7 separate regions of the Mus musculus genome follow, and all the other regions are linked to region 4. The links are chromatin contacts, called in public HiChIP or PLAC-seq, capture Hi-C and promoter capture Hi-C maps. All regions are on one chromosome and are shown on one strand. The core of a region is the stretch at or near the end of the contact, and the rest is flanking DNA. Distances in the headings are between cores, read along the strand shown. Region 1 holds the start of Fastkd5 (FAST kinase domains 5). Region 2 holds the start of Slc23a2 (solute carrier family 23 (nucleobase transporters), member 2). Region 3 holds the start of 4930402H24Rik (RIKEN cDNA 4930402H24 gene). Region 4 holds the start of Smox (spermine oxidase). Region 5 holds the start of Oxt (oxytocin). Region 6 holds the start of Slc4a11 (solute carrier family 4, sodium bicarbonate transporter-like, member 11). Region 7 holds the start of Ddrgk1 (DDRGK domain containing 1).

Region 1 (4,332 bases), core at 419-2,918, 860 kb before region 4:
CCAGCACTTGGGAGGCAGAGGTAGGTAGATGTCTGTGAGTTCAAGGCCAGTCTTATCTACAGGACAAATTCCAGGACAGCTAGCGCTATACAGAGAAACCCTGACTTGAAAAAAAAAAAAAAACAAAAAACAAAGAAAAAGAAAAGATGACTTACTGGCTGGAGAGATTGCTCAGTGTTTAAGAGTACTGGCTGCTCTTCCAGAGGATTGGGGTTTGATTTCCAGCGCTCACACTGTGGCTCACAATCAACCTTAATTCAAGTCCCAGGAGATCCAACGCCCTCTTCTGGCCTCCTCCAGCACTGCATACAAATGGTGCAGACATGCATAAATGGAAGTCACCCATACACATATAATAAAAAAATATAAATTGACCTATTTACATGATAAATGCCAAGACTCCGTTGGGGACCAAATAGATAAATAAATAAATAAATAAATAAATAGATAGATAGATAGATAGATAAATGAGAAAGACACACAGGCACATCAGTCCGGCACAACTCTCAGCTGTATGAAATAGTAGTCTTCAGATTTTATTTTGGTCTACCAAGCAGGACTAAATTCCCTAGGGCTAGCCTTCGGCAACTGAGGACAGTAAGCCTTAGAACCTAGTTCTAGAAAGGCAATGTTCTAAGCCGGGCACTGTTCTACGCCTTTAATCCCAGCACTCGGGAGGCAGAGGCAGGCGGATTTTCTGAGTTCGAGGCCAGCCTGGTCTACAAAGTGAGTTCCAGGACAGCCAGGGATATACAGAGAAGCCCTGTTTCGAAAAAACAAAAAACAAACAAACAAACAAAAAACAAAGGCACTGTTCTGGGTCCTCAGTGTGGGCAAAGTGCAGAAAACATGAGCACAAAATACCAGTTCCCTCTGACGTTGGAGTATCTATATATGAGCGTCACAGGATGAAGCAATGCCCAGATGCCTACACCAAGTGAGCAATGTAGCCTCTGAGAAGAGGCGTGAATCTATCGACTATAAAGGCTCCTGTCCAGAGTTCCCGAGTTAGAGCAAAAAGATCTTAACAGAAAAGGAGCAATTACTTCCTATCCCCGGGGGGAGAAAGAGAAGGGAGAACCACTCCTGGCCCGAGTTGGGTTTGTACAACCAGAAACTGCTTAAAATGAAGAAAGGATATTTGTCCTATTGCCTCACCCCGTCCTAAGCCCTACATCAAACGCTGCTCAAAGTGCTGGCGAAAAGCTGATCAGAAACGCCGACTCGCAGGCGCCGACCGAGACCCTAGGCTAAGTCACTTTGCTAGGGCTTCACGTGCACACTGGAACGGAGAGACCAGGGAGACTGCTATCACAACAGCCCCGTGAGAGACGCAGACTCGATCTCCACCTCGCAGGGGGCTAAAAGCGCCGTCCGGACCCACTCTCACAGCAGTCCGCCGTGATAAGGTGACCCTAGAGGGTGATGCTGAGAGGTGCTCCGGGGCGGCACGAGGACAGCCCGCGGGGAAGCGCAGCAGGCCCGGGAGAACCGGGATGGCGGAGCGCGCGGCCCGGACCCGGCGAGGCCAGAGTGCAGGCAGCAAGTCGAGCCACCTCGTCCTCCCCGGCCGCCCACTCACCTGAAGCCCGCGAAGGCAGCTCCCTAACTCCAGTCCCGGGCCGCCCCGGGTAAGTCAATGCACAGACTCCTGCATCAACCGCTCCACAACCCACTTCCGGCCAGCGGCCCTCACCTTCCGCTTACGTTGGTACCGGAGCCGCTGAGGTTCAAAAAACCGTAGTCGAAGTTTTCCATGACCATTTTCTAGTTTCTGACCTTAGAACATGGAGAGGGAAAAATATTATCCTGGATGGGTCGCTTTGAAAGTAATTGAGCAGAAGTAATTGGCACAGGTTCTGGGTTTTATGACTTTGAAGAAGTCACACAAACTTTTCAAGCCTAGTTTGTCATCTATACAAAGAGAATCATGATGCATTTCTAATAGTGAAAATGCTTTCAGAAGAGGAACTAGCAATGGATAGATGAAAATGTATGCAAGGATCCCGGCATAGGGATGCACGTCTTTAATCCCAGAACTAAAGAGGCAGAGGCAGGTGAATCTTTATGAATTCGAAGCCAGCCTGATCAAAATAGTTCCAGGACAACCATAGCTATATAAAGAGACCGGGAAGGGAAGGGAAGGGGGAAGGGGGAAGGGGGAAGGGGGAAGGGGGAAGGGGAAAAAAAGGGAAAAGGGGGGAAAAGGGGGGGAAGGGGGGAAAGGGGGGAAAGGGGGGAAAGGGGGGAAAAAGGGAAAAAAAGGGAAAAAAGGGAAAAAAGGGAAAAAAAGGGAAAAAGGGAAAAAAGGGAAAAAGGGAAAAAAAGGGAAAAGGGAAAAGGGAAGGGAAGGGAAGGGAAGGGAAGGGAAGGGAAGGGAAGGGAAGGGAAGGGAAGGGAAGGGAAGGGAAGGGAAGGGAAGGGAAGGGAAGGGAAAAGTGGAGCTGGAACTGAAGGTGGGTAGGTCAGGATGGTCTACCTCCCTTAGGAGGGCCTCACACGTGGCTGGTTTGGCTATCAAGGTAAGAAAGATTCTCCCAAGTCCTATGTAACAGAAGTGCCTGTCCCAGGCCTGTCGGTGTCTATTCAGTCTTCAGCCTTGTCAGTGCCATCTATTTGAGACGCTGTGAAGGAAAACTGAGAGAGATACCATACTTTCTCCAAGGCACTGGTGGGGAAACAGGCTATATAAGAGGTTGTGACAAAGAGATTTGAGACCAGCATCCCAGCTTCTGGGTTCTATGTAAGGCAGCCTGCCTGGCTGTGAACATTTGAACATCTGTGCCTTCCAGACCATTGGTAACATGGCCCTCACTGACTGGGGACTTCTTACCTGATTACAACCTGCTCATGAACCCAGAGTGAAAAATCCCACCCCCAGGGGACAAACTTTGATTGCTCCTGGGCAGCCATGACAATCTAGTTTCTCTTTGCAAAATGCTGTTTCCTAGTCTCCTATGAAGTGGGAGGAGCTTATAGCCCACCTCTAGTCAACAGTACTGGAAAGGAAGAGTTATTGCATGCTTCTAGGACTTTCTTGGCTTGCGCATATGGAGGCCAGAGGTCACCATCAGGCAACTTCCTCAATTACTGTCTACCTTACTTTTTGAGACAGTGTCCATCACTGTAACTGGAGCTCACAGATTCTGATTGGATGATTAGTAACAGACCTAGTGGCTCCTGTGCTGGGGTTACAGACAGAACAGGCTTCAGGGCCTGCTCTTATATTGTTGTTGCTGATACAAATTCAGGTTTACATACCTGTATGGCAGGCACTTTATTGTTTGAGCCATTTCCCCAACACCCAGGAAAACTTTTTTCTTTTTAAGGTATCTGTATAATTTTTATAGGTTTGTTTGTTTGTTTGTTTGTTTGAGACAGTGTCTGACTGAGTAGCTGTTCTAGAACTCACTCTGTAGACCAGGTTGGCCTCAAAGATCTGCCTGTCTCTGCCTCCTGAGAACTGGGATTAAAGGTGTGTGCTACCACACCCAGCCTCAGGAAAACCTCCAATATCACGATGAACTGGTGCAAATCAATCTTCTCAAAGAGCTGGGATGCTCTGTGGCAAAGAGGAGACAGGTTGAGTGGATAAGGATGAAAAAATCTAGACTCTAGCTCAATTGTTCTCAGCCTTTCTAATGCTGTGGCCCTTTAACACAGTTCCTCACGTTGTGGTGACCACCAACCATAACATTCTTTTTGTCACTTCTTCATAACTGTAATTTTGCTACTGTTGGGAATCTTAATGCAAATATATGATAGCAGGATATCCAATATGCAACCCCTGGGAAAAGGTTGTTTGACCCCAAAGGAGTCAAACCCACGGGAGTCAAAACCCACACATTGAGAACCACTGCTTTAGATCCACAGAGAGCCAATATCTGTGATACCTACTACTGGACTTGTTGGGTGAAGGGAAAATAAACCATGTTTTAAAAGTGGTTAGATATGTTTACTGAACACTCCGTTGTTTTTGTTGTTGTTGTTGTTGTGAGGCTTTGTGGGGTGGACTGCAGGAAACCCTGTAAAGGACGGATCACCATTTTACAGCATGCCTGGGTCTTTTGTCATTATTTGAAAACCCATTCTGTGATTCCATGCTAATCACTGGAGTGTTCAAGTGACTGCAGGCTGTGCCTAGCTGCCCATATCACCTGCCTTCTGGGTAGCAGCCTAGTGTATGGCTCCTGAGCTAGTCAGCTGGTAACACTGCTAACAGCCTGAACTGAAGAGAGAACACCCCCATTGGTAGGAAAGGTGGAACCACAATTCCTGGACAAGCATGGAAGACTTGGGCTTTGAGCCAATCTCCTTGCATAGTACAATGAG
Region 2 (4,343 bases), core at 589-3,088, 650 kb after region 4:
TCTGGAGTAAGGGGCAAGGGGTGGAACTTTAAACTGGACCTTAGAAGCTCTCCCTGACTTTGAGGCTGGCCTGGAGCAAGTTTCAGGTCAGCCAGGACAAAAAGAAAAAAAAAAAAAAATGCCACTCAAACACCCACTTTCTTTCCTCCCTTTTTTTTTTTTTTTTTTTAAGGTGGTGGTGGTCAAGACAAGGCTTCTCTGTGTAGCCCTGGCTGCCCCGAAACTCACTCTGTAGAGCAGGCTGGCCTTGAACTCAGAAATCCTGCCTGTGACTCCTGAGTGCTGGGATTAAGGATTCGTGCCACCACCGCCGGGCAAACACCTACTTTCTTACAGAAATTACTTCCCACAAGAATAAAACAGTGGTGGGAGTCGGGGTGATGGAAATACTCTGGTATAAAAAGAAAGAATCAGTTAACAGTTGAGCAAAAGACATTGTCTAGAGAACAGATACCTCATGCCTCGCTGATGTCTGCCTGAGGATGCTCAGGGCCTCCTTTTAACTAACTACCAGGTGTGTCATGAGTGCTAACACGGTGGACAGCCTCAACTGCCCAAAGCTATTAACTTTTGGATGAGCTAAGCATAGAGAGTAGTTCTAAAGTGACCCTGATAAGGTCAACTATAACCCAGCAGAGAATCCTGAACTTCTAAGAGGTGAAGAAGGCCTCTCACAAACTTCACCAGAGTCAAACACCTTAAAGGAGCAGGCCAGCAAAGTCACACAAGATGAAAGGGCAGATGAGAGAAACGGAGCAGGTGAGGCCTCAGCCCAATAGCACTCAAACAAAAAACAGAAAAATTTCAGCCACCTAGCCTAGCCTTCAGAAAGGAGAAAACTGCCTAAGGGAAGTCACATGGCCAGTTAATGACAGCTCAAACCAGGCTGTCTCAGGACTCAGATACCAGATCCTCACATCCCTGGCCGCCTTAGTTCAGAGGACCCAAGCGTCAGAAGGGATAGCATCTTCGCCATCATCCGGTCTCCCAGCACCGCAAAAAGCAGACTAACAGCTACTACAAATGCCCCAACCCCAAGTAGCCTTCAAAAAGCTAACTTTCTTCCCTGTGCACTTGCCCTCACCCCTTGCGCTGAAAATCAGGAGTTTCCCATCAGACCCGCTTAAAGCCCCTCATCCGGAATGAAGGCCGAGTTCCCATAGGCTACACATCTAATGGGACATCTCCGGCCAAACGATGAAGACAATTCTTCACCTTCAAGTTATCACACTCCAATGTCAATTTCTCGGTCAAGAGCGCAGGCAACAAGGCGACCCCGGACCCCTGCGGGGCAGGCCAGCGTGAAAGGTCGCAAGGTTGGTGCAGCGGCATCTAAAATTACTCCGTGTCGCCTTCCGCAAAGAGGGAAGGAAGCCAGACTGGAAACAGCACCGCCATCCCCCGCCCCTCGGGCTGACCCTGAATCCCCGGGCGCGGGGATGCGGGGCGCACCACCTGGGGAGGGGCGCGCAGCAAGCCACGCAGCACGGCGAGCCCACGGTGGCTGTCCCGGGGGCACCCGGCGGGGCGGCAGTGAGCGCCGGGGACGCACGGCCTGACACTGCAGCCGGGGCCGCCGGGCCGCGCGAGCCGGCGTGGGGGCGCAGGCCGCGCCGCGGGTGGGTGACAGCGCGCGGGGGCCGCGCGGGCCGGCCTCGTGGGCTCGGCGAGCAACCGGGGCTGCCGGCAGGTGCTGCCGCGGACCCGGCGTGGGGCGTGGGGCGCGGCGGCCCGGCTCTCACCTGCCTGCAGCTCGCTGGGCTCGCGTCCCGCCGATCGCACCGCTCGCGCCGCAGTGCCTGCCGCCGCCTTGGGTCCCCGCGGCAGCCGCCTGCAAAATGGCGCCGCGGAGGGGCGGGCCGGGGGCGGGAGCCGCGCAGCCGCCCGCCCCGCGCGCCGGCCCCTCCCCGCCCGACCCCCGGCTCCGCCCGCGCGCCCCGGGGCGCCGAGCCGCAGACCCTTCCCCACACACCTGCTCCGGGGGGGCCGCCTAGGATGCTCGACGCTCGCAGGCTCTCCCCTTCAGAGCCTCCTTTCTACCCTGCAGGACCCCAAGCCCTGCAGTAGCTGTGGGGTGACAGCGAGAGGGGTGCAGTGTACCCGGCTCAGTGGGTAACCCGCTTTAAAGCAATTTCGCGGCGTATCCAATTGGGCCGTCAGGCTTCCGAACTCGCTGGGGAAAGAGAGCCTCCTTGCTTATGCTGACGCGGGAGAAGACACACCAGGCTTGATTTCTCTGGGGCGTGTGTTCTGATAGAGCGGGTTTGGGGGCAACCTGCTATTCTGTATTTCTCAAGTGTACCCCCCAAGGAATGCCTGCTGGATGGGCACTTAGGCTGTGAGTCAAAAGGCCGCGTGTCAATAAACACATAGCACTTAGGCCGGGCAGTCTTGCCCAGGGGGGCATCATTAAAACTGGGTACCACCCCCAGCGGTGCTGAAACTGAAGTGTGGCTTCGAAATTTGCATTTCCAGGAAGTTTCTAGGTGATGCTGCAGGCGGTGGTCTAAGATACTAACTTGTAACTAAACCACGTTCTTACCTCCACCAAAACAAACAAAACCCTAATAATTAGCTCTCTCTTCTGTCTTCCATCTTGAAACCACTGTCTTGGTTGTTTTTCTAACCCAGTAATTCCTTTCATCCCCAAGCAACTCCGGAGAGCCATAAAGAATGGTCGACCACAGCTGACCTCATCTTTAAAAACAAAAAGCAGATTTTATTCCTGAATTGTTTATGTTTGGCAGTCTTGAGGACTGGTAGCACACTGATCAATAGAGGCATGCCGTAACCAGCAAAGACGGGCATTTTATAAAGTAGGCTAGTGCGGACGAGCTGAGAGAATCAATATATAATTCTCTAAGTCTCACACTAAAATAAAACCAGTGAGGCTTAGTGGTGCACACCTGTAATCCCGGCATTTTGCAGGCAGAGGCAGGAAGACGATGAATTTGAAGTCAGCCTGGGCTACTTAGACTCCTGTCTCAAAAAAAAAAAAAAAAAAAAAAAAAACCCTAAAAAACAGTAAGTTGAATTGTAAAATCCAGCATACCCTGGAAGACCATAGGTTAGTATTTCATCTTCACTGAAGATGAAGAAAAGAGATGATTCTGTAACCAGCACCAGAGAAGCACACAACTCTTTCTATGCCAGAGTTTCCAGCCACCCTTAAAAACATAATGTGTGTGTTCTGCTCCACAATATGGAACCTTTTGGAATAGAAGGCCTGTTCCAAGATCAAGAACCCCTGATCTTTTCAGTTCATCTCTTTTCTTCATTTCCCCCCATATATATTGTCTCCCACTCCCTAACTCCCCCTTTATAGTTTTACCTCCAATCCTAAAGCACTACCTCACTCCGGGTTTCCCCCCTCCCTCCCTGGTTTCCTGCATCTCTTCCTCCCCCACCCTCCGCACTCAACAAGCACTATAAAGCACCATCAGTCTCCCGCTTTCTCAGACGTCATCTGTGACCTTCTAAGTGCCAAATCCTTTTGCCTGTTTACAGATCTTTTTTTTTTTTTTTTCCTTCCTTGGCTTAGTAACATTCCATTGACTAACCCCCTCCTGGAGATGTTTTTATGTGATAAAGCCACTCAGCCTTCCTGACTGTCCCACTCTTTTCCACCCAGGTTGGTGATGGAAGGATTTCTCAGGTGTGGGCTTCTAAAGACGTTGGTCCCCTTGATGCCCTTTTCTCCTCAGGCTCCCCATGCTCTCTGCTTCTCACCACCCTCTTCCCCCATTACCTCTCTTTCCAGACCAGTCATTTCTGAACTTCTAGACACACTTCCCAAATGTTTCCAGAAACTATAAATGCCCCATTTGTGTGTGCCCCCCCCCCAGAGTGTACATGTACCGAGTCAAAAACTGTCGATCAAAACTTTCCAAGCATTGGCGAGATTCCTGATTTGATAGTGCCAAGATAATTATTTAGGGCACTTTTGTACTGAATGTATGCAGAGCCTTCCCTGTGTCTCTCTGTCCTTCACAGAACACAATTATTTACATGGTATTTGCATTGCCTTCGGAAGTACAATAGTCTAGAGAGGTTTCTGTAGGTTACAGGCAAACAGTGTATATAAAGATTACCAGACTAGCCTAGCTGAAGCTTTCTGTGCCCTGGGGCCAGGGGTCCTGAAACCAGCCACTCCCCTGCACTGCAGTCATCCCTAGTCTCATCTTTCCTTCACAGAGTGTTCTTTATCTGAGTTCTCTGTTTTTGCTACCCCAAACCCTGAAGTTGTCTTTGACGCTGTGTCCACTCAGTCACCTGCAGTCAGCTTGAACAGGGGAAGTGTTCTGTACCTGCAGATACCGTCTCTTGTTTTTAACTCTCCAACC
Region 3 (4,028 bases), core at 1,293-3,792, 650 kb before region 4:
GGGACCCACAACTGCCTGTAACTCCAGTTCTAGAGAATCTGACGCCCTCTTCTGGACCCACTGGGAATCTGCATTCACCTGGGCTTTCCTTATACACAGTACGCTCACAGAAATAATCTAAAATGAACTACTTTAAAATACAATTCTTTTTAAAATTTAAATAGATTCCCGAGCTTATGATGGGGATACAGTTCAGAGGCAGAGCATTTGGTTACCATGTTCACGGCTCTGGGTTCCATCCCCAGCACCACATCAAACAAATGTGGCACCGGACACACACACACAGGCAGACAGGCAGACACACACATCCCTCCAGAGAGGTTTATCGCCAGGCTGCTCAAAGTTCTAATGCATCCTGTTTAAATTTCATACAAAGCTGAAATACTTTCAGTGATCCTCTCTGGCCGAAGGATTGAGAAAGGATGGAGACTGTTCCCATGAGCAGCTACACACTACAAACTGTAAACCCCAGAAAGAATTCCTGTTGGGGGCAGAGAAATCCACACAGTGTCAAAGTAGAAGCAAACCAGGTCTCCCAGATGCATTGTTTCATTACTATCTCATTGCTTTTCTTCCTTCACGGCTTAGTCATTCAATAAACACATTGCCAGAGTATATGAAGGAGTCCTGAGAAATGAAGAATGAGAATTAGTTTTGGGGCCTGCAGAATGGCTCAGTGGGTAAAGGCACTTGGCTGCCAAGAGACCTGGCTGAGTCCAATCCTGGTGACCCACATAGGAGAAAGGGAAGAAAAGACTCCTGGCAAGGTGTCCTCTGACCTTCATACTCCCAGTGGCAAGCACAGTGAGTCTCTCTCTCTCACATATACATACACACTACATATATACACACACAATACACACACATAAAACACATACACACACACAATACATGCATCTACACACACAAACACAGACACAATTTAAAAATAAAAAAGAAGCCAAGCAAAGTGGCTCATATCTTTAATCCCAGCACTGAGAAGCAAGTGGATCTGTGAGTTCAAAACCAGTCAGGCCTACAAAGTGAGTCTCTGTCTTAGGAAAAAAAAAGTCATTTTCATTCTTCATAGTTTTGATAAAAGACAACAAAACTCTACAAAACACAAGGCTAGATGTGCTATAGCACTTGTCCAGCAAAAGCAATGTATTGGGATTTGACCCTCAATACTAGAAAGAAACACACACACACAGACAGAGAGAGAGAGAAGAGAGAGACAGACATGAGAGAGGAGAGAGAGAGAGAGAGAGAGAGAGAACACAATACAACACTCAATCAAGAACACAGAAAAAGCCGGCCAGACACGGTGGCACAGACTCAGCATTCAGGAGGCAGAGGCAGGTGGATCTTTTCGGGTTCAAGGTCAGCCTGGTCTACAGTGAGACCCGGTCTCAATTAAAAAAAAAAAAAAAGACAGAAAATAGGATAAGCTATTCTAATATTAGTTGACAACCCCCACTCAAGGGAACAATAGCATATTGCTTTGCCAAATGGCTGCAAGTAAGCAAACAAAAAAGGCCTCTTCTGGTTTAATGACAGGTTAGCAGTACCCAAACCCCAATGACTCCTCCCTTCCCTTTCTTATAGGCTCCTACTGCAACACCTCCACCACTCCAACCTCCGCGTTTCTCTGGCAGCCGCATACTAGCTCCTTCACAAACAAAGCCCGGACGGCTATCAAGGTCAGCCCCAAAGACAGAGAGCAGAAATTGGAAACAGATCTTCTGTATGGAAAAGGGCAGGGCAGCACTCCCTAATATCAACTCCCCTTCCAGTCCACCCGCACTCCTTATCACGAACCTAGTGTCAGCCGCTCTGGGGGGTTCCGAGCCTCCTTTTCCCTCTCCATCCAGTTTCCTTTTTCTTCCTGCGCCCCCAATGACCTTCAAGCCCCTGAAACAGGTGCTCCCCAAGGGAAAGGGGTTGGATGCAGTGGCCAGGGACAGGTGAGCGGAGTTCCCTGTACACGCAGGGGACTGGAAACTCTATAATCGAGCGGCAGTCTGGGGCAAAGGGTCTGGACACCTAGGAGCAAAGGGGTTTACGCGGCAGTTTCGGGAGCTCCACTCGCGTGAACACAGGGCCTCTAGCGGTGGGCTGTCGGTGGGGAAGGTTTAAGGGAAAACCGGTCCATGGGGTGGGGATGTCACAATGGGGTCTTCCCGGAAACCGCAGTGGGTTGTCGAGCTACAGACATAGCAGGGTCCCTCCAGAAGGCCGCCTGTCCCTGGGCAAACGTTCTTCTCAGAGCCGTTTGAAACAATCCTCCGCAAGGAAGCCATATCAGACCACGCCCTGCCGCCCGAGGCGTAGCCGCCCCAAGGCGCATCCCGGGCCACCCTCGGCTGTCTCGACGCGGCATACCTGACGGAGGCCGCCCCACTGCCAAAGGTGCCAGCGAAGCGCGCGGGGGACAGCCCCAGCTGCTGGGGGTCGAACGAGTCCATGGAGGCTGGCGGCGTAGGACCTGGGGGCCGCGGAGGGTCGCTGGGGCCGGCACCGCTGCGGGCCAGCGGCAGGGCGGAGCGAGGGTGCGCCAAGGGGGCGGGGTCGGCGCGCGCGGGCACGCGGGGGCGGGGCGGGAGCGCGCGCAGCGGGGGCGTCAGTGTGAGTCCGGCCCAGCGCCGCACCGTGCTGCGGAGGAGCCAGACGGACTTGGGGTGCGGGCCGCCAGGCGCAGGCTCCGGGACACCACACCTCCGGGCCCTAAGGTCTCTCAGTGCGGTGAGGGTTCTGCGGGAGCTACAGCCACGCTCGCGGACGCGCCCGGGGCGGGGTCTCGCTCCCGCGAGGGCCGGGCTAGGCTTCTTCTGGTCTGTATTTGGCTTTATCTCTAGGTGTCCTGGACCGCTGCCTGGCTACAGTTATCTGTTTCACATCAGTTGCCTATCCATCCTTGGAACGTTCGGCCCCTTAGCGATGCGGCCTGTTGAGAGCACTGGCATCAGTGTGCTCACAGTATCCCAGGAGACGCCTGCCTTTGCAGTTCAGAGTCTGGATAGAATTGTTTCCAGCTGTGGGTCGGTGGGCCAGAAAAAATCTCAGAGCCCAAGTTCCTTCCTGCATAAAGTGGAGAGTTGCTTACTATATACAAGGTCTACTTTAGCATCACATATCGACCTTGTCAAGATGTCCTACGTGTCCTAAATTCATCTTTTCATGGTAAATTATAACACCACAAGACTAGTTTCCCTGCTACAATGATCAGCCTTTGAATTATTTATAAATAGTACTGGCTGAAAAAAATCCTTCTTCCACTCATAAAGATTTTAACAATCCCCAAGGTATCTCTTGCAGGTTTGAAAAAGAGAAGGAACTAAAATGCTTATTTTTATACTTAAAGGAAAATAAAATTTTGCCTTCAGACCCAACTCGTGAATGTGTAACCATTGTTTAGAGGTAACCAACACAGTATCTGAAAATCAGCCAATCAGAGACAGCCTCTCTTCAGGGGCTTCCAAATCAGCCAGTTATCAACAGCTTCTGAAACCCAGCTAATCATTGACAGCAGCCCAATCAGCAGCGCAATGACCAGGCTTCCGAATGAAAGAGCCTTTCTTAGCTGCTTTGTTCTGTAGACCACTGTTAACAGCCAGGAGACTGTAAATTGCTAAACAGTCAATTTATTGAAACACCTCGAGCTTTTACGCACCCAGTCATTATATACATCTCCAGCTCTGTTAATCAGCTTTGAGAATACATCTTTTCTCTACAAGCAAATGTGATATTCACCTTCTTCCTTCCTCCTCCATTTGGTATGTTTTATGTAGCCTAGGCTGACCTTGAACCCCTGAACTTGAACCCTTGAACTCTTGCTTCAACCTCCTAAATTCTGAGATTACAGGCCTGCATCATCATGTCCAGATGGAAGGCTACTACAATTTGTAGCACAGAACAAAATTGTGTGCCTTTGGTTGCTTGGCCAATGTCGTGGTATGCAGATATCACATCTTTTGTATTCATTTATCAGTTAATGAATATAGAAGCTTTTTTCCACACTTTCTGTGCCTTAGCTTAATGCCAATATGACC
Region 4 (3,980 bases), core at 1,139-3,638:
TGCTCTGCAGTTTGAGGCTGGCCTCAAACTCAGAGATCTGCCTACCTCTGGAGTGCTGGGATTAGAAGCATGTGTCAACAAGTCCAGCTAGTAATAGCAACTTTAAAAACAGTTTTAACAATGCTTAACACCCAAAGTGCGCCAGGAATAGGTGGATCTTTCTTATCTGCCTCAATTGGAACACAAGTATCTTTAATGGCTTTTGGAGGGGAACTTAGTACAAGCTTGGCACACACAGCTCTGGGGCCGTTCACCTTCTGGTAGTAAACAGGGCCCTGTAATTATTCTTCTTCCCTCCCTATCCATATGGCTTAGAATAGATGGCCTGGCTCCAGGCTACACCTCAGTGACTGCCTCGGGATGACATATGAACCAGTCAGAGCCAACTATTTGACTGAAAGAAATGAGGATGAGGTCTGTGGGGATGGGGCTCAGAGCTGCTGAAAACAGGTTTTCATTGTGAAGAGCAGGTTTGAATTTTTATTTATTTATTTGGGCCATTGCATACCCGAGTCAGTTATACTGCTGGGCTTTTCTGTTATATGAGTAACTAAATTAAGCTGCTTGTTTGCACGCAAACCATTTGAATAGTTTTCTAAACAGTCAGATCAGATTAATATTTTTGTGTAATACCACCCTTTGGAGCAGGTATTACTTATTGAGGAGGAGGGAACGGAAACAAGAAGACACTAAGTAACTTGCCTAAGACCAAGTAACTACACAGAGGCTTTTTAGCCCTTAAAGTCACCCATAGCCATTCCACTCTTTGGTGGAGGGTGACAGAGCCACAGAGGAGAGTATGGTGTGTACCTGAGTTTAACCCCAGGAGTGCGTGGTGTTTTAAAGAGGGGTGGGAAGAGGGACTTCGAGTTTGGTGAAGGACTAGAGCCTTTCTGACAAGAAGAAACTTCACCAGAAATTCATTTGTCCCCTACCCAAATTGGCTCCTAGGTGGTTGGTTCCCTTTGGCTGGGACCATCAGAGCCACTTTTGCAGGGCTACCTCTTTCCAGGCCATATATATATATATATATATATATATATATATATGAATTATATATATAATTCAGTTTTGGGGATTGGCCCCAGAGCCTTGTCTATGTTGAGAAGTGTGTTCTGCTGTTGAGCCACATCTCTACTTCTTGCTTCTTTGAGGCAGGCTTTCACTGTGTGGCTCAGCCTGGCCTTGAAGTTGGTATGTAGCCAAGGCTAGCCTTGAACTCTGTACCCCCCCCCCCCCCACATGGCCTTCTGAGGCTGGGATCACGAGCATGTGATCCACATCCAGGATCTCTCCGGGCTGAACCTACAGCGACCTGTGCTCAGCATTGCCTGGTTCCAGGTTGAAATCAGGGGAGGGCCCCCTCCAGAGACACAGTTCGGAGTAGAGGCTCTGCGGCCACCAGGGGCTTGTATTCCCTCGGACCAAGTGTTGACCTGGTGTAGTACCAGCAAAACATACGAAAAAACAGATTAGGAGGTGCAGAGATGAATAAAAAATAATTTTCTTACTTTTGTGTGTGTGTGTGGAGGGGGAGAGTTGGGGGTGGTTCAAGACAGGATTTCTCTGTTTGACTCTGGCTGTCCTACACTTACTCTGTGGTTCAGACTGGCTTTGAACTCAGAGATCCACCTGCTTCTAGAGGGATTCCGCAGTGGTCCTAAACCTGTGGGTTACTATCCCTTAGGGTTCCAACGACCTTTCATAGGGGTCGCATGTCAGATATTTATTTATGTTTCAATTCATAACAGTAGCAACATTACAGTTACGAAGTAGCAATGAAATAATTTTATGGTTGGGGGGTCACTACAACACGAGGAACTGTGTGTCAGCATTAGGAAGCTGGAGAACCACCAGATTAAAGGCATGTGCCACTATTGCCCGCTAAAAAATAATTGATACCAATTAATTTTTTTTTGAAAAAAGGAAAAAGTGCCACCTAGTATTAACGTTGGCTTTTATTAAAAGTTTGAGGGTTTTACTAGGGAAATACACTTTTTAAAAAGGGCCACTTCAGGACATGGGCTGGGTACTGAGAGGATGTGAGCATTCTTTTCCTTTCACCTGAGGTTCCTGGTTCCCGCCGGCACCCACCTGAGACCTGCAGGACGAGAGACAGTCCAGGACAAGAGGGGCCCTTTCTTCTTTTCAAAAGGGCGGCAGAGTCTGGGTAAACTGAGGTGGGCGCAGCGCTCTGACAGTGCCGGAAGACCTCGTCTGCTTTGCAGGGCGGGGCGTCGCGGGGCTGGCTCTGTTTCTGGGCGGATAGGTGGGTGAGGCGTCCCTTTTGCGAGATAGGGGAGTGCAGGTGGCTGTGCCGCGGGCAACTCCAGGCTGGGTGGCCTCGGGCTCCCCGCCCCCGGTGGGCGGGCCCGGGGCGGAGCACCCAGGCGGGGTGGGCCGGGGACGCGAGGCGGAGCGGGGCCCCCGCACAGGCCCCGGCGGCTGGCTCGGCCCTACGGTCCCGGCGGCGGCTGCAGGAGGAAGCCCAGTGGCTGCGGAGGAGGGGAGGCGGAGAGGCCGAGGCCGCTCGCGAAGACGCTCCCGGGCTCCGCAAGGAAAGGTACCGTGCGGCCTCCCCGACCCGGGCTCGGACAGCCACCGAGCCTCGTAGGCAAGGGGCTCCCGATGGAGGCCGGCGGCGGGCGGTGGGCAGAAGAGGCTGCCCGGGCTGGCCGCGACCCCGGGGTCCGGGCCGCATCCTCCGGACGCCCAGCGCGGCGGCGCAGACAAAGCCGGCGAGGCACTCGGTCGGCCCGGAGGGTGTGCGCTGTGGAGGGGAGGGAACACAGCTTGCGGCGGCGGCGGCGGCGGCGGCGGCCCGGCGTCTGCCGGTCTCCTTGGGACAGCTGGAGGAGTGGGGAGCCGCTCTCCCGCGGGTTGCCCCGGGGCTCACAGGCTGCCCGGCTTGGCCGGAGCCAGGCTGACGAAGGGAAGGGAGCAAGTCGCTTCGCCGGGAAGGGGTGCCGAGGCCGGCCGCCGGCTTGGAGGTGGCGCGGCTGTGGAGCAGGTGAGCGGTGCGCGGACCTTTTGGGTCTTGCACCTGAGCAAACCGCGCCGTGGCTGGCCCTTTCGTGAGCCGTGCCCACAGGTTGTTGGAGGAGCCAACTGATAGTGGCACAGCACCGTCCCGCCTGGGGTCCACTTGGCCGAGCTTGTGGGGGAAACAGCAGGTGCTGAGTGGAGGTCACCCAGGCTGGGGGTAAAGAGAAGGTCAAGAAAGTGTTTGAATGGCCCTCATTTATTTGTGTTCTGCTACCTCTGTCCCTTTCCTCTTACAGAGGAAGGAGCATTACAGGGCTTGAAGGGCCGCGCTTCCTCCTGGGCCCTGTGACCATCCCTTTAGATGTCCCTGGCATTTCTTACCCAGCAGGTTTTGAGAACAGTCTTTGTCCGCCCTCGTCATTTCACAGTCTCCCTGTTTGGCTTTGAACCTCATCCCCCGTCAGCCAGGCACCCAATTCCCATCACAAGGATCTCCTCGGAAGTTCTGACTTTAAGCAGTGCCCCTAAGAAGCAGGCACCCTTTCCTTCTGCAGTCCATCCAGGGCCGCTCTAGCAGGTTTTGCTTGCCTTGCAGTGTCTTTAGAAAGCTCTGTCCTAGAGTTGTATCTTTCCCTGGGTGCCCCAGTTCCTCCCTTCTACCAGCCTGCCCTAGCCTGTCCCCTTCCCCTTAGTTTTGCTGTTAAATGCTTGAGGGCCCCAGGGCTCTGTTCTCAGCATTTCCTCTCCTGACTGCCCTTCTTGCCATCCTCTGTTCACTTTCTACCCCTGTTTTTATTCTTTCTTATGATTAAAAAATTAATTTATGAATACAAAGATCTCTGTTTTTGACTTATTTTATGTGTACTAGTATTTTGCCTGCATGCATGTGTGTGAGGTTGTCAGATCCCTGGAACTGCATTACAAGTAAGCTGTCTTGTGGGTGGGTGCTGGGAACTTAACTCTTGGTTCTCTGGAAGAGCAGCAAGTGTGCTTAA
Region 5 (3,960 bases), core at 1,078-3,577, 920 kb before region 4:
TAGTACGGTTCCAATCAACCTCACCACCCACTTAGCGTTGATAACTCACACCAGTGACTCAGGAGAGCTGGGGAACAGGGCTTGCCCTGCTGGCCCCAGCCCCTTGAGGAGAAGGTTGAGCATAAGGACAGAGCCTAGGGGCTTTTCAATTCTCTCCAGGGGCAGAGACTGCATGTGGTGAGCTGGTCTCTGGGACACTGGCTGTTACTTCTTCCTGGATGTTGCAGGACACTTTCTAAGAGAGCCTGAGATGAAGTTTAGAACATGGGACTGGGACCCACCCCTGTGGAAGAGAAGGGGTACGGGAGCAGAGCCAGTATGCAGATCTCAGCTAACCTAAAGCCCAAAGCTGAAGTGCAGTCAGGGGTACCCAGCCTTTGTACCAAAATGGACCAACTGCTATATGTAGATAGCTGGGAAGGCCAGCTAGCTTTCTGCAGCTAAGACCACACTCCGGCAGCTGAGGACAAGTGTTTTCTTAAACAGGAGCCTAGGTACCTGGCATGGTGGTACACCCAGCACGTGGCAGGCAGGTGGATCACTGTGAGTTCAAGCCCAGCCTGGTCTACACAGACAGCTCCAGGCCAACCAAGAGCCTATCTCAAAAAAAAAAAAAAAAAAAAAACAAACGGAAGTCTAGACAATGCTTCTCTTTTCCTTTTTAAAATTGTTTTAGATCTATTTATTTTATTTTACGTGTCTGAATGATCTGCCTGCATGTGAGTAATGCACTATTCGTGTGCCGGCTGCTAGGTCAGAATAAGTCCCTGGCTCCACTGGAATTGTTGTAAGTGGTTGTGAGCCACCCTGTGGGTGCTGGGAATCAAACCTGGGTCTTCTGCAAGAGTAACTCTCAGCCCCAAGATAGCAAGATATTTAACATGAGGCCCAGTGGATGATCTTCAGGTCATTGAGGGCAAGCCCTTGAAGTGAGTAGTGAGACCTTCATCTCCTCTGGAGAGGTTTTTGATTTCTCAGCCATAAAATGAAGGGGTTGAGTCTTCCGTGTCTTCCTGCTATGCTTTGTCTGTCTGTCTTTCTTTTGTTTTGGTTGATTTTGGTTTTAGTTTGAAGCCCTGGCTGTCCTGGAACTAACAGAAATTCTCCTGCCTCTGTCTCCTGAGTTCTGGGATTAAAGGTGTGCACCCCCAGCACCCTCTCTTGATATGTATTTCATTTTAAGGGGCTGGAGAGATGATTAGCCTGCACACTGCTCTTTCAGAGAACCAAATTTTGTCCTGGGCACCCACATAGGCCTACCCATGATCCCCTTTAATGACAGCTCCTGGGGATCCAGCACCCTCTTCTGGTCGCCAAGGAAACCTGCGTGCACAAATGTACACACACAAAATTAAAATTGAAATGCAAAAACTGTTCCCAAAATGTACTGCTACCATCATGCGGGGGACTTGCCCCACCCAACGTCGCTCACACACTAGGCAAGTACTCTGCTACTGGGCTGCATGTAACACCCTTCCCATGCAGACCTATGCAGACCTGCAGCCCAAACCTGAAATGTACCCAGAGCTGCCCAATTGATTGCACCAAAATGGGCCAACCATTATATGTGGCCACCTGAGAAGGGTATGACCTTGGCACAAATGGCTTGCTGTAGCTGAGGCCACCTGTTGGCCACACTCCAGCAGCTGATGGCCACTGTTTTCTCAAACAGGAGTCTAGGCACCTAGTGTGGTAGTGGATAACTAAACTCAGCATTTGGGAGACAGAAGCAGATGGAGCGCTGTGAGTTCAAGGCCAGCCTGGTCTACACAGCAGGTTCTAATACAGAGTTTTAAATACTAGTGTAATTTTCCTTTTGCTGTAATTTTTCTTTCTTTTTATTTTAATTTGGTCTGTTAACTGTGTTTTGGTTTTGATCTCTACTGAGACTTTGTTTTACGGGCTAGTTAGAAGAGCTGAGGTGCATTCAGAGATTGAACAAGACGCCATCTTTTTCCCCATCTAAGTTTCAGGTCCATGTAAGGGCTCCCTCACTCACTTGCCCTATCCTGCCTTATTCTGAGATATTGGATATCTGTGAAAAACAGCTCCTGGCTAGGGCGCACCTCCAACCCCTCCCAAGTCTCTCTAGCCTCTTGTAGCCTAGGCCACCCCTTCCAGGCTGCTTCTCTTTTGAGTTCCAGGTCATTAGCAGAGACGATGACCTTGACCCTAGCCCAGACCCTGCAAATGAAGGGCCTGCCTCTAAACAGCGTGGAACAATTTGACCCAAGAGACCTTCTGTGACCAGTCATGCTGTCACCCTCTTTAGACAGTGCTCCACCATGGCAGTGCCCAGACATAAAAAGGTCGGTCTGGGCCGGAGAAACCATCACCTACAGCGGATCTCAGACTGAGCACCATCGCCATGGCCTGCCCCAGTCTCGCTTGCTGCCTGCTTGGCTTACTGGCTCTGACCTCGGCCTGCTACATCCAGAACTGCCCCCTGGGCGGCAAGAGGGCTGTGCTGGACCTGGATATGCGCAAGGTGAGTCTCCCCGACCCTGTCCCTTCCCTTCCCGTTCTGGCGATGCTAAGGACCAGAGAAGCTCTCCCACCTACAGAGAGCATTCCCGCACACTTGCCAGCCCTACCAAGGCCTCGCGTGGGAACCCAGGGCTTTGGGAAGTGTTAGGCTCCCTCTTGACGCCGTGAAGGTAACGACAATGCCGGAGCACCCACTGCCCCTCGCTCTGCCACAGTCCGGATTCGGATTGTGCACGGCGCCCACCCGCATCCTTCCCCACAGTGTCTCCCCTGCGGCCCGGGCGGCAAAGGACGCTGCTTCGGACCAAGCATCTGCTGCGCGGACGAGCTGGGCTGCTTCGTGGGCACCGCCGAGGCGCTGCGCTGCCAGGAGGAGAACTACCTGCCTTCGCCCTGCCAGTCTGGCCAGAAGCCCTGCGGGAGCGGAGGCCGCTGCGCCGCCACAGGCATCTGCTGCAGCCCGGGTGAGCAGGAGGGGGCCCAGCAGGGTGACCCGGCAAGGAGCCGTCGGGTTTGCAGCTCAGAACACTGACCCATTTCTCTTGCAGATGGCTGCCGCACAGACCCCGCCTGCGACCCTGAGTCTGCCTTCTCGGAGCGCTGAGCCCACTTTCTGGGAATACCTTTAGCGCGCTTCCTTCGTTCCCCATGGCCACTGCCAGAAAAAAAAAAAAAAAAGAAAAGAAAAGAAAAGAAAAGAAAAATAAAGTAGATTTCCTCTTCAAACTTGACTGGTGTCTAATTGTCGGAAACGGGAGGGAGGAAAGGCACCGGGAACGCCGTGGATCTTGGCATTTTGTAGCAAAAACAGTCCAGCAGGCTGCTCGGGGACCGAGGGGTGCTCTATGGGCTGCCATCTCCCATTAGCCCCATTTCCATTTCAACTGGGCTGGGCCTGATAGACTTAAGAGAAGAATTTGGAAGTCCAAACAGCAACGGTGGACTTCTGTGGGAAAGGGCAACGCCTAACAGGGGACTGAGGAGCCTAACAAGGCAGGCTAGGAGGCAGGGGAACTAGTTCAGTCACTTCCATATCTGAGAGGGGGCTTTAGCTGTGACCTCAGAGGTTGAGGGGGCAATCCTGGCCTAGAAGGCAGGGTCTTGGCCAGGGGAGGGTAGTTACAGAACCATAAGGTTTCCACAGAGCTGAATTCTCACGCAGGCCCCAAGGAAACCACAGCTGGAAAGATCAAGAACCAACTGGCCTCTCCTCTGCTGTCCCCAGGGTCGGGCCTGAGCTGGGGGTGGGGGTGGGGGGCGGGGGGGGGGCTGCCCGCCTCTGCAGGACAGCGTGCTCTGGGGAGACATGGGATCTAAGAGCCAGTGGGCACAAGTGACCACAAAGCACGGAGCCCACAGACAAGCAGAAATCCACAATCTATACTGCTCCCTTACTGCTGGATTAAAATACCGCCCTTGCCACGAAGCGCGCCTCACTTGGCTGCCAGTGTTCTCAGCAGCAGTAATGGGCAG
Region 6 (4,136 bases), core at 1,011-3,510, 790 kb before region 4:
CCATGCCATTCCAAGTAGCACAGACATAAATCTAACCTGCCAGCTTCCAGCCTGACTCAAAGAGCACTCCCACCCAGGAGATCTGGGTAAAAACACATCACCGTGATGCCTAAATGCATGCTACTAAACAACATGGGAAGGCTAGGGATGCAGCTCGATGTGTAGAATATGTGCCTAACCTGCATGAAACCCAGAGTTCACGCCCCAGTACCCTGTAAACCTGGTTTGGTGGTACAAGCTTGTAATCTTAATATTTGGATATAATTGGAAATTCAAGTTCTTATTTGGCTACATGGGGAGTTTTAGGCCAGCCCAGGCTACATGAGGATTTCTTTTTTCTTTTTCTCAAACAAAATCAAATGAGACAAAACAAAGAAACAAAGGGTAGACAGATAAGCAGCATAGAGCCAAATGCAGAGAAGGAGCTAGCCAGTTGAAGCAGGGACAATTGCAGCCTCTCTCTCCAGGACCACATGAGGCCCAACAGGACAAGGCATAGTATAGCATGTGGCCTAAGCTGGCCAGATATGAAGGGCCCGGGAATACTGAGCCACAGGAGAAAACTGTAAGCGGCACTGGTAGCCTAATCTGCCCTCCCAAGACCTCCGCACCCCTGGTTGCTTGCCTTTGGCCAGTCTCATCAGCTGCCTACTCAGCAAGCCACACGGCCTTCGGACAGGTGGGAGCTAACCACCCCAGCAATGGGCTATGGACAAGTGGCTCTGCCTGGGGTTCATTGATGGGTACACAGGCTGAGTTCCCCAGATTTTCTAGATACACACCTGAGAAGTATTCACCGGAGTCCTGACAGTGTTCATTCTGTGACATGGCCCAAGGACAGTTTTCTACAAAAGAAGCCAAAGAATAGTCACCAATCCTGTGGACCAGCCCTGGACAGCCTTAGTTCACCCCATGCCTGATGATTCCTCATCCTTCCTAGGAACACATGCAAGCCCACTTGCATGAGAGAGGTGGGGGTCAAAGTACTATGTAGGGGAGCCTGCAGTGTCTGGGATGACCATCCTTACTGTAAGGTATTAAATCCCTTAGTCTGCCTAGTATGGACTTCCTATGCGTGCCAGGGAAGTGAAGAGTACTTCCTCAGGTCATGTCATCACTAAATTATCATCAGTACTCGGCTCATTAATCCAAGCGTCTCTGACTGAGCCCCATCCAGTTCTGGAGGAAGACAACTGGAAATCGCCTCCTCCCTGGATCCAGCCCAGCCTCGCCCAGCACTTTGAGGTGGGGGTGAGCCTCTCCTCAGATCTGCCCTGGTTGCCAAGGGCCACACATGCCCATCTCAGACGCAGTTCTTCCCATCTCTTCAATGGCCTAGGGGTCACCCAGGGGACCGACCCAGCAACTGCCTCTATCCCAGGGTTGTACCGTGTCCTGCGATGCCGGAAAGAAGGGGTAGAGTGGGTGTGCAGTACACAGAGATTGGAGGTACTATCCGAGATGTTTGTGCAAAGAAGGACGCACGGGAGGATGGGCCTGTACGAGAAAAAGATGTAGTCCATGTTTGCAGCCACTGAGAGTGAGTAGATGGGCAGGATTTGGAGGCACTTGGGGCGGTAGCTAAGGGGAACAGACCACACCCACGTGCAGGTGAGTGGCCGGATACACCCAGCTCTGATGAATCGTAACTCTAGGCGGCGGAACGCAATCCGGTGCTGAGGACACCAAAGCGCCACCCTGCCCATTTCGGAGCTCCCAACCCTCCCCTCCGCCGGCTACGTTACATCTTTCCTTCAGTTGCTGAGGGTGTGTGTGTCAAGACCGCGAACGCAGAACAAACACGGACAGGATGCCCACGGTGTCCCAGGCCGCCCCTTGCCCCGCGCGCGCGCACTGACATTCGGAACTCTTTTGGTCGAACCCCTCCGGAGGCGCAAAGCCGGCACAGCCTCTCGCCCACCCAGGCCTGAGAGGCCGGCGCTGGCATACACGCCTGGCGTGGCCATGGCCCGGGCTTCTCAATCAGGACTCCGTGGTTCTGGGCCGGCTCGCAGCTGGAGCCGGCGACACTCCTGCGAGCCGCGCCGCGCTCCTAACCGTGCGGCGTGAGGCTGCTTCCAGCCAAAGTCGCGCCCTCACCCGCGAGGTCTGTTCTGGATCCTCGGCGGCTCGCGTGCGCAGGCCTGAGAGTCGTGGGGTGCCGGCCTGGGAGGGACTACGAAGTTTCAGAGCAGTGCAGGGACACTCACTGGAGCCCGGAGGGAAGGGGCGCGCCTGTTTTAAAAGCTTGGAGGAACTCCGCCCCCACCTTAGCTGTACGCCACTGACTGCCACACCCTCGGGCTGCCGAATCGCCCCCAACCCTCCCTTGCCGCGCCCCTTTGCCCTCGCCACGCCCCCGACCGCCAGGGCGGTCCCCAACCCCCGCCTACGCCGCTTTCTGCACTTGCCCGTGGGCTAGCGCCCTAAGCCGCCCACGCTCCCGCGTGTTCACCCGCTGGCGCCCGCTCTCGGTTCCGCATCCCTCTCCCAGGTTAGGAAGTGGCCGGGTCTCTGGAGAGCGGCTTGCGGTGAGTTCTGATAAGTGCGTTGAGCACCTCTTTCCTTAACCCCAACCCAACCTTCGGTGGCTTCCCAGTGATTCTACAGACCTTGAGCTTCCTATTGTCCCTGGGGCACACACTTAAGTAAAGTACTATTCTCCAGCCACTCCTTCCCACTCCGTGATAGCTTCCACACAGTTCCTTTCACTGTTGCTCAAGCGTGTTAGGGGGTGGGTGAGTTGGAAAGGCATTTGGAGTGTTGCGGGAATTTGCATATAAATAGGCATGGTGAGCCAAGTTGGCATTCGGATTGAAGGTACGGAGGGTCCTGAAGTCTCCCCTACACACACACACACACACACACACACACACACACACACAGACGCGCGCGCTCGTTATTCCAGGATCCCTCCCATCTCTAAGAACCGTGATGACTCAGGGATAGCCGCACGCTGCCTTTGTTGGGGTAAGCAGGCCCTGGGAGGAGGCTACATGCCATGTTGTTCACTTAGCTCTTAGGAACTCCTCTCAGTATCTTCTCCTTAGAATCCTAGCCCTAAACCCGGCAGTTGTGGCGCACGCCTTTAATCCCAACACTTGGGAGGCAGAGGCAGATGGATTTTTTGAGTTTGAGGCCAGCCTGGTCTACAAAGTGAGTTCCAGGACAGCCAGGGCTACACAGAGAAACCCTGTCTCGAACACTCCCCTTCCCCCCAAAAAAAAGACTCCTAGCTCTATCCAGGCTGGTGGTGTTGCAGGGTGGGGGTTCAGGAAAGCTGAAGAGCCTGGCAGAATGGCTGACTCAGGGTCGGGATCCCTCTTCCACCCCAGTCTCTCATGTTATGTCTTTTGCATAGCTTCCTAGCAGCACCCCAATACTTGGTTGGTCCAAACCCTTCCAGTTCCAGAAAATCTCTGGAGACTTAAGGAACAATTTCCCCAACCTCTCCTTATTAGGAGGAGAAAGGAGCCAGGAGTACCCACTCCCACCCCCACCCCAGTCTGTAGACTCCTGCACCACTGTCTCAGAGGACCGAAGTGTGACCTTTCCCCCTTCAGCCCTTTTGGCAGTGTTTAAGGAATGGTTTCCTTCGTTTTCCCACCCGCCCTGTGCTGTGCAGGCCAGAGGCTGAAAGGGCAAACCGACACTGAAGCCCTTCTCCTGCCTTTGCTACATTGGGTGATGACATGAGCAGGCAGGCTAGGGACCCCACCTATGCACATACCTCCCCTCCCCTTCCAGGTAGTGTCTAATGACTTTCCATGTACCTTTAAGCTCTGCCTACCCCTTGCCATGTCTTTCTTTTAGAATCTGGGGTGAGAAGCAACCGTTTAGTATCTCATTAAAAAAATGAAATAAAACAAGGCAGATGTGGCAGCACATGCTTTTAATCCCAGCACTCTGGGGGCAGAAGCAGGCAGATCTCTCCAAGTTTGAGGCCAGCCAGATCTACAGAGCAAGTTCTAGGCCAGCCAGAGCTACTTTGTGAGACCTTTTCTCAAAAGCAAAACTAACCAACCAAACACACACACACACACACACACACACACAATTCTTGTAAACCGGGAGTGGTGACACATGCCTTTAATCCCAGAAGGCAGGGGGATTTCTGAGTTCGAGGCCAGCCTGGT
Region 7 (3,989 bases), core at 511-3,010, 830 kb before region 4:
TAAGCATGCACACATACCCACTGAAGGTCTCTTTTTAAGACAAAGGGGCTAATAATCCCAAGGAGTCAAAGCCAAAGCCCAATTTCCCCTAAATTCTCTTCTTCCTACCAAGCCAGACTTCAAGTACTAGAGAAGACACATTCTTTCCCACAACCATGCGGATTTTGTAAGACTCCAAGTGTCTGCTGTGTGGATGTAAATATCAGCTGAAATGTCTCTATTTCTAAGCACTTATTCTAGGGTTACAGCTAATTGCACTGAACCAAGATGAAGGAAGTGACGCCCAATAGAACAGGGATTGAGTTAAGAAATGCTGACTTCAAGGACCAAAGCCCAGGCCCAAGACTCCAGTCCTACCACTAAATGTCCTTCCTCCACTGGCTTCATGCTCCTTGTGTGTCTCTAGCTTGGGAGACTTCCGAACGCCTTTAATCCAGCCCTCCCCCAGGCTGGGCCCTCTTACCTGGAATAACAGTTTGACCCACATTCTCATCCCCGTCTTCCCAGGCCACTCGCTGGGCTCGACGCTGGGCCTGTAGACGGCTGCCCAAGTCCCTCCGACGCCGGGGTCTGCTTCCAGTTCTCTGTTCTTCAGACTCCTGGGGCAAAGAGCGGCCTACCTGGCCTGCTCCTGCCCTCTCTTCCTCATTGTGCAGTGGTTCTCCGTCAGCTTTTGGGAGGGAGGAATCATAACACTGTCAAGCAGCCCATCTTCAAGAGAGTGAAGCACAGGATCTTGGGAGTCTCATCCCCCTGCTGAACCACCTCAGACTATTGCTGCCCACAGCACCAAGTCCCAACTTAGGTTTGTCAAGGCCTTTTTTGTACGCACACTTTGGCCTGATGCTCACTTCTCATTTCCTACCTCCTTTGATATCTTCATCTTGAACAGGCGACCTGTGAGGATACTCTCACCCTGAGGTTTACAGATCTCGCTCCATGCCCGCTGCAAGATTACATTTACTTCTTGCTATGTTATGATTTTATAGGGTACGCCAACCAGAGACTACATGTCACAGTCGAGGCTGAATCGTCCCTCCCTGGAAGACTTGTTGGCAATCAGCTTTACCTCAGCTTCTGTCTCTTCTGCCCGTGGGACACAGAGGTGCTCTGAGGTGGCTTATGGGGTCAGGCATCAGAGAGATATATAGAAACTCCTACACTTACGTGAAATGTTAGTAAGGGGGACTGTCAGGTTGTCAGTGCCAGGCCACTTCTAACCCTGGTGGAGGCGAGGCAAAGCAGCATGGGTGCCCTCTTTGGCGGGAGATGCATTCAGTTTCCTAAGGCTGCTTAGCCCTCCTACTCCTAGTAAGCGGAACACACTGGGCAGGATTAGAAAACCGGCAGCCTCTCCTATTGGTGCAGAGTAGAAAGGCAGGCTTGGTTCCTAGGTTGCATCCCCAGCTCTGGGCTCCGCGCTAATTCCGAGTGTGTCCTAAGGCGCGTGCGCAAAGCTCGGGCCAGCGCACAAGCTCCTCGTAAGCACAGGAAAGCTCGTCAGTGCATGCGCACGAGTCGAGGGCCTACCAAAGCCCAGGAACTCTGAAAAACGGATTCCTCCAGCCCTGGGACGGCGGCACCTCCTACCTGCTGCCGCCCGACCCCGGCTGCGAGTCAGGAAGAGGATCAGGCCGATGAGCAAAACTGCCGCCACCAGATACACCCAGGGCCCCACCATGACGACAGACAGCCGGGCAGCGCAGCCAGCGCGCCTGCGGGATCCGGATCGCCAGGCCCCGCCCACTACCGTCCGCCCTGCCCAGCCGCTCGCTGAGCTCCGCCCCCACCCTGGGCTTGACCTGGGCCTCAGTTAACTGAAGAGTCCCTGATGCCACATTTGCTTGCCATCCCAGTGCTCGGGAAGTGGAGACTCGGAGACCAACATTTCAAGGTCGTCTCTGGCTATATGGCAACATGGAGGTCGTCTGCATTTAATGACGCTGACTGCTCTTCCAGTGGGCCAGGGTTCAGTTCGCAGCACCCACATAGTGGCTTACAACCTTCTATTACTTCAATTCCAGGGGACCCAAAACCCTCTTCAGACCCTCTCGAGTGTCAGGCACGCAGGTTATACACAGATATGCATACCTGCGAAACACTCATACACGTCAAATAAGTGTTTAAGAAAAAAAGAAAGAAAAAGGAAGAAAATAGTGGGGCGAGTAAGTAGGGGACTAAGCTGGGGTTGTAGATTAGTAGTAGAGCACTCATGGCCAAGGCCCTTAGTTTAATTTGGAGCACTGAAAAATGCAACGTGTGTACGAATATCTTATTAATACTGCAAGTTAGGCATCCATTGTATTACTTTCTGTAAATGTGGAATGTTTTGTAATTTGTTTCTCAATGTTGATAAACCTAAGGCCTTCCAGGCGTCAGGCAAGCGCTGTTACGGTAAGCTTTATCTCTAGCACCTACGTTCTTTCCGTATATTTGGAGATTTAGATCCATGTTCGGCTGAAGGTTGAGGCTTTGCTGGAATTTTATCGCAGCTGCCCCCCACCTTTAGTTGTTTGGTTTTGTTCTGAGACAGGGTATCTGGTAGCCTAGGCTGGCCTTGGACTTGGTGTATAGTAGATGGTGACTTTAAACTGATCCTTTGCTTCTGCCTCATAAGTGCCTGGATTATATGGGAGTACAGGTGTGCACCCTGATGTCCAGACGCTCCTCCATCTTTTGAGGATGGGTTGTTTTGTTTTAGTTCTTTGAGCTCTCATTATATGGCCCTGCCTGGCCTAGAACTCAATATGTACACAAGGCTGGCCACAAACTTAGAGGGATCTGCTTGCCTCTTCCTTGGTTATAATTAAAGGCATGTGGCACCACAGACCTGCCTGGCTCCTGAATTATTATTATTTTTTTTCCGAGACAGGGTTTCTCTGTGTAGCCCTGGCTGTCCTGGAACTCACTCTGTAGACCAGGCTGACCTCGAACTCAGAAATCCACCTGCCTCTGCCTCCCAAGTGCTGGGATTAAAGGCGTGTGCCACCACACCTGGCTGGCTTCTTAACAAATGTTATTTTATATGTGATATATATATATATATATATATGTATATTAATTACCTGGCCTATATATGTAATATATATGCTTATATGTGATTATATATATATATAAAATCTAGTACCTGTTCTCTCTCTCTCTCTCTCTCTCTATATATATATATATACATATATATATATATATATATATATATATATATATATTTGTGTGTGTTTGTGACTTCTTGGATGTTAAATGCCTCAGCTTCTCTCTCTCTCTCTCTCTCTCTCTCTCTAACCTTTGCTTTAAAAACCTCTACTTCTCCACTTTTCTGAGGATTCCCTTTAACTTCATGAAAGAGAGAGACAAGTGACATGCAGGAAGGGCCATGTTACTCAGCCCAGCCTTTCCCAGCCAACTCTAATGAACCACAGGTCCTCAAAAAATAACACCATCGAGGGGCAGTGAAGAGGACACTATGATCTGTCTCCAAAGACACTGTATACAGCAAAGCTTCTGAATTGTGTAACACGCAATATTAAGGTCACGAGCAAAGATTTGAGGAGAACATAGCTTTGGCTACTCTGTGAGGACAGCTCTAGAGTTTAAGAAAAACTCATTAGTGGGCTGGGTATGTGGCTCAGTGGTACAGTGCTTGCCTAAGTCCCATAAGCCCCTTAAGTAAGTTGCATCTATATAACAATACCCAAGGCTGTACAAGGTTAATAACATTAAGCTAAACAGCCAGGCTTGATTAGGATTCTATTGTTTGTGTGTGTGATTCTGGGGGCCAAACCCAGGACCTTGGTCATGCTATGCAAATGTTCTACCATCAAGCTACATCCCTGACACCATATATAGCCCAGGCTAGCCTTTAATTCATGATCTTCCTGCTTTAATCTCAGTGCTGGGATTATAAATGGCCACACTTCCAGCTAGCACCCTGTACTTTTGTTTTGTTTTTTGTTTTTCGAGACAGGGTTTCTCTGTATAGCCCTGGCTGTCCT

Evidence for each region. Promoter capture Hi-C pulls out the DNA fragments that hold promoters and counts their contacts. HiChIP or PLAC-seq counts read pairs in DNA pulled down with a chosen protein or histone mark. Capture Hi-C pulls out chosen DNA fragments and counts their contacts.
Region 1: a contact with region 4 is called in an H3K4me3 HiChIP or PLAC-seq map of embryonic stem cells, with 5 times the contacts expected there. The contact joins the promoter of Fastkd5 here to the promoter of Smox in region 4.
Region 2: a contact with region 4 is called in a promoter capture Hi-C map of hippocampal neurons, with 3 times the contacts expected there. The contact joins the promoter of Slc23a2 here to the promoter of Smox in region 4. A contact is called at or near these places in 3 of 39 promoter capture datasets (cranial neural crest, hippocampal neurons and maxillary cranial neural crest), 2 of 484 Hi-C or Micro-C datasets (both in embryonic stem cells) and 3 of 115 datasets of contacts at active chromatin or transcription factors (astrocytes, microglia and thymic regulatory T cells).
Region 3: a promoter capture Hi-C map of stem cell-derived epiblast-like cells shows a contact between it and region 4, with 4 times the contacts expected there. The contact joins the promoter of 4930402H24Rik here to the promoter of Smox in region 4. A contact is called at or near these places in 6 of 39 promoter capture datasets (embryonic stem cells, erythroid cells, hippocampal neurons and 3 more), 1 of 484 Hi-C or Micro-C datasets (embryonic stem cells) and 3 of 115 datasets of contacts at active chromatin or transcription factors (astrocytes, embryonic stem cells and pancreatic cancer cells).
Region 5: a contact with region 4 is called in a capture Hi-C map of embryonic stem cells, with 3 times the contacts expected there. The contact joins the promoter of Oxt here to the promoter of Smox in region 4. A contact is called at or near these places in 2 of 115 datasets of contacts at active chromatin or transcription factors (microglia and regulatory T cell precursor) and 1 of 9 other capture datasets (embryonic stem cells).
Region 6: a promoter capture Hi-C map of stem cell-derived epiblast-like cells shows a contact between it and region 4, with 2.9 times the contacts expected there. The contact joins the promoter of Slc4a11 here to the promoter of Smox in region 4. A contact is called at or near these places in 2 of 39 promoter capture datasets (embryonic stem cells and stem cell-derived epiblast-like cells) and 2 of 115 datasets of contacts at active chromatin or transcription factors (both in embryonic stem cells).
Region 7: an H3K27ac HiChIP or PLAC-seq map of embryonic stem cells shows a contact between it and region 4, with 7 times the contacts expected there. The contact joins the promoter of Ddrgk1 here to the promoter of Smox in region 4. A contact is called at or near these places in 1 of 39 promoter capture datasets (erythroid cells), 1 of 484 Hi-C or Micro-C datasets (embryonic stem cells) and 3 of 115 datasets of contacts at active chromatin or transcription factors (embryonic stem cells, pancreatic cancer cells and thymic regulatory T cells).

Annotation. Positions count from the first base shown.
Region 1 is chr2:130,628,334-130,632,665 of GRCm38.p6, forward strand. It overlaps Fastkd5 (FAST kinase domains 5), which reads right to left and starts at 1,669. Exons shown (of 3, transcript NM_198176.3): 1 at 1,583-1,669; 2 at 156-302. Ubox5 (U box domain containing 5) reads right to left here and starts at 1,705. Exons shown (of 7, transcript NM_001255993.1): 1 at 1,583-1,705; 2 at 156-302.
Region 2 is chr2:132,143,270-132,147,612 of GRCm38.p6, forward strand. It overlaps Slc23a2 (solute carrier family 23 (nucleobase transporters), member 2), which reads right to left and starts at 1,839. Exons shown (of 16, transcript NM_018824.2): 1 at 1,743-1,839. Gm14051 (a long non-coding RNA gene) reads left to right here and starts at 310. Exons shown (of 3, transcript XR_866753.3): 1 at 310-1,316.
Region 3 is chr2:130,837,603-130,841,630 of GRCm38.p6, forward strand. 4930402H24Rik (RIKEN cDNA 4930402H24 gene) reads right to left here and starts at 2,543. Exons shown (of 37, transcript NM_029432.2): 1 at 2,362-2,543. The coding sequence starts at 2,444.
Region 4 is chr2:131,489,474-131,493,453 of GRCm38.p6, forward strand. It overlaps Smox (spermine oxidase), which reads left to right and starts at 2,389. Exons shown (of 7, transcript NM_145533.2): 1 at 2,389-2,563. Gm30679 reads right to left here and starts at 2,803. Exons shown (of 2, transcript XM_030252306.1): 1 at 2,095-2,803. The coding sequence starts at 2,701.
Region 5 is chr2:130,573,842-130,577,801 of GRCm38.p6, forward strand. Oxt (oxytocin) reads left to right here and starts at 2,328. Exons shown (of 3, transcript NM_011025.4): 1 at 2,328-2,488; 2 at 2,750-2,951; 3 at 3,036-3,213. The coding sequence starts at 2,369. The coding sequence ends at 3,091.
Region 6 is chr2:130,695,259-130,699,394 of GRCm38.p6, forward strand. It overlaps Slc4a11 (solute carrier family 4, sodium bicarbonate transporter-like, member 11), which reads right to left and starts at 2,261. Exons shown (of 21, transcript NM_001081162.1): 1 at 2,101-2,261; 2 at 1,390-1,497; 3 at 783-845. The coding sequence starts at 828.
Region 7 is chr2:130,662,885-130,666,873 of GRCm38.p6, forward strand. Ddrgk1 (DDRGK domain containing 1) reads right to left here and starts at 1,761. Exons shown (of 9, transcript NM_029832.2): 1 at 1,591-1,761; 2 at 464-670. The coding sequence starts at 1,681. It also overlaps a transcript of Itpa not described here.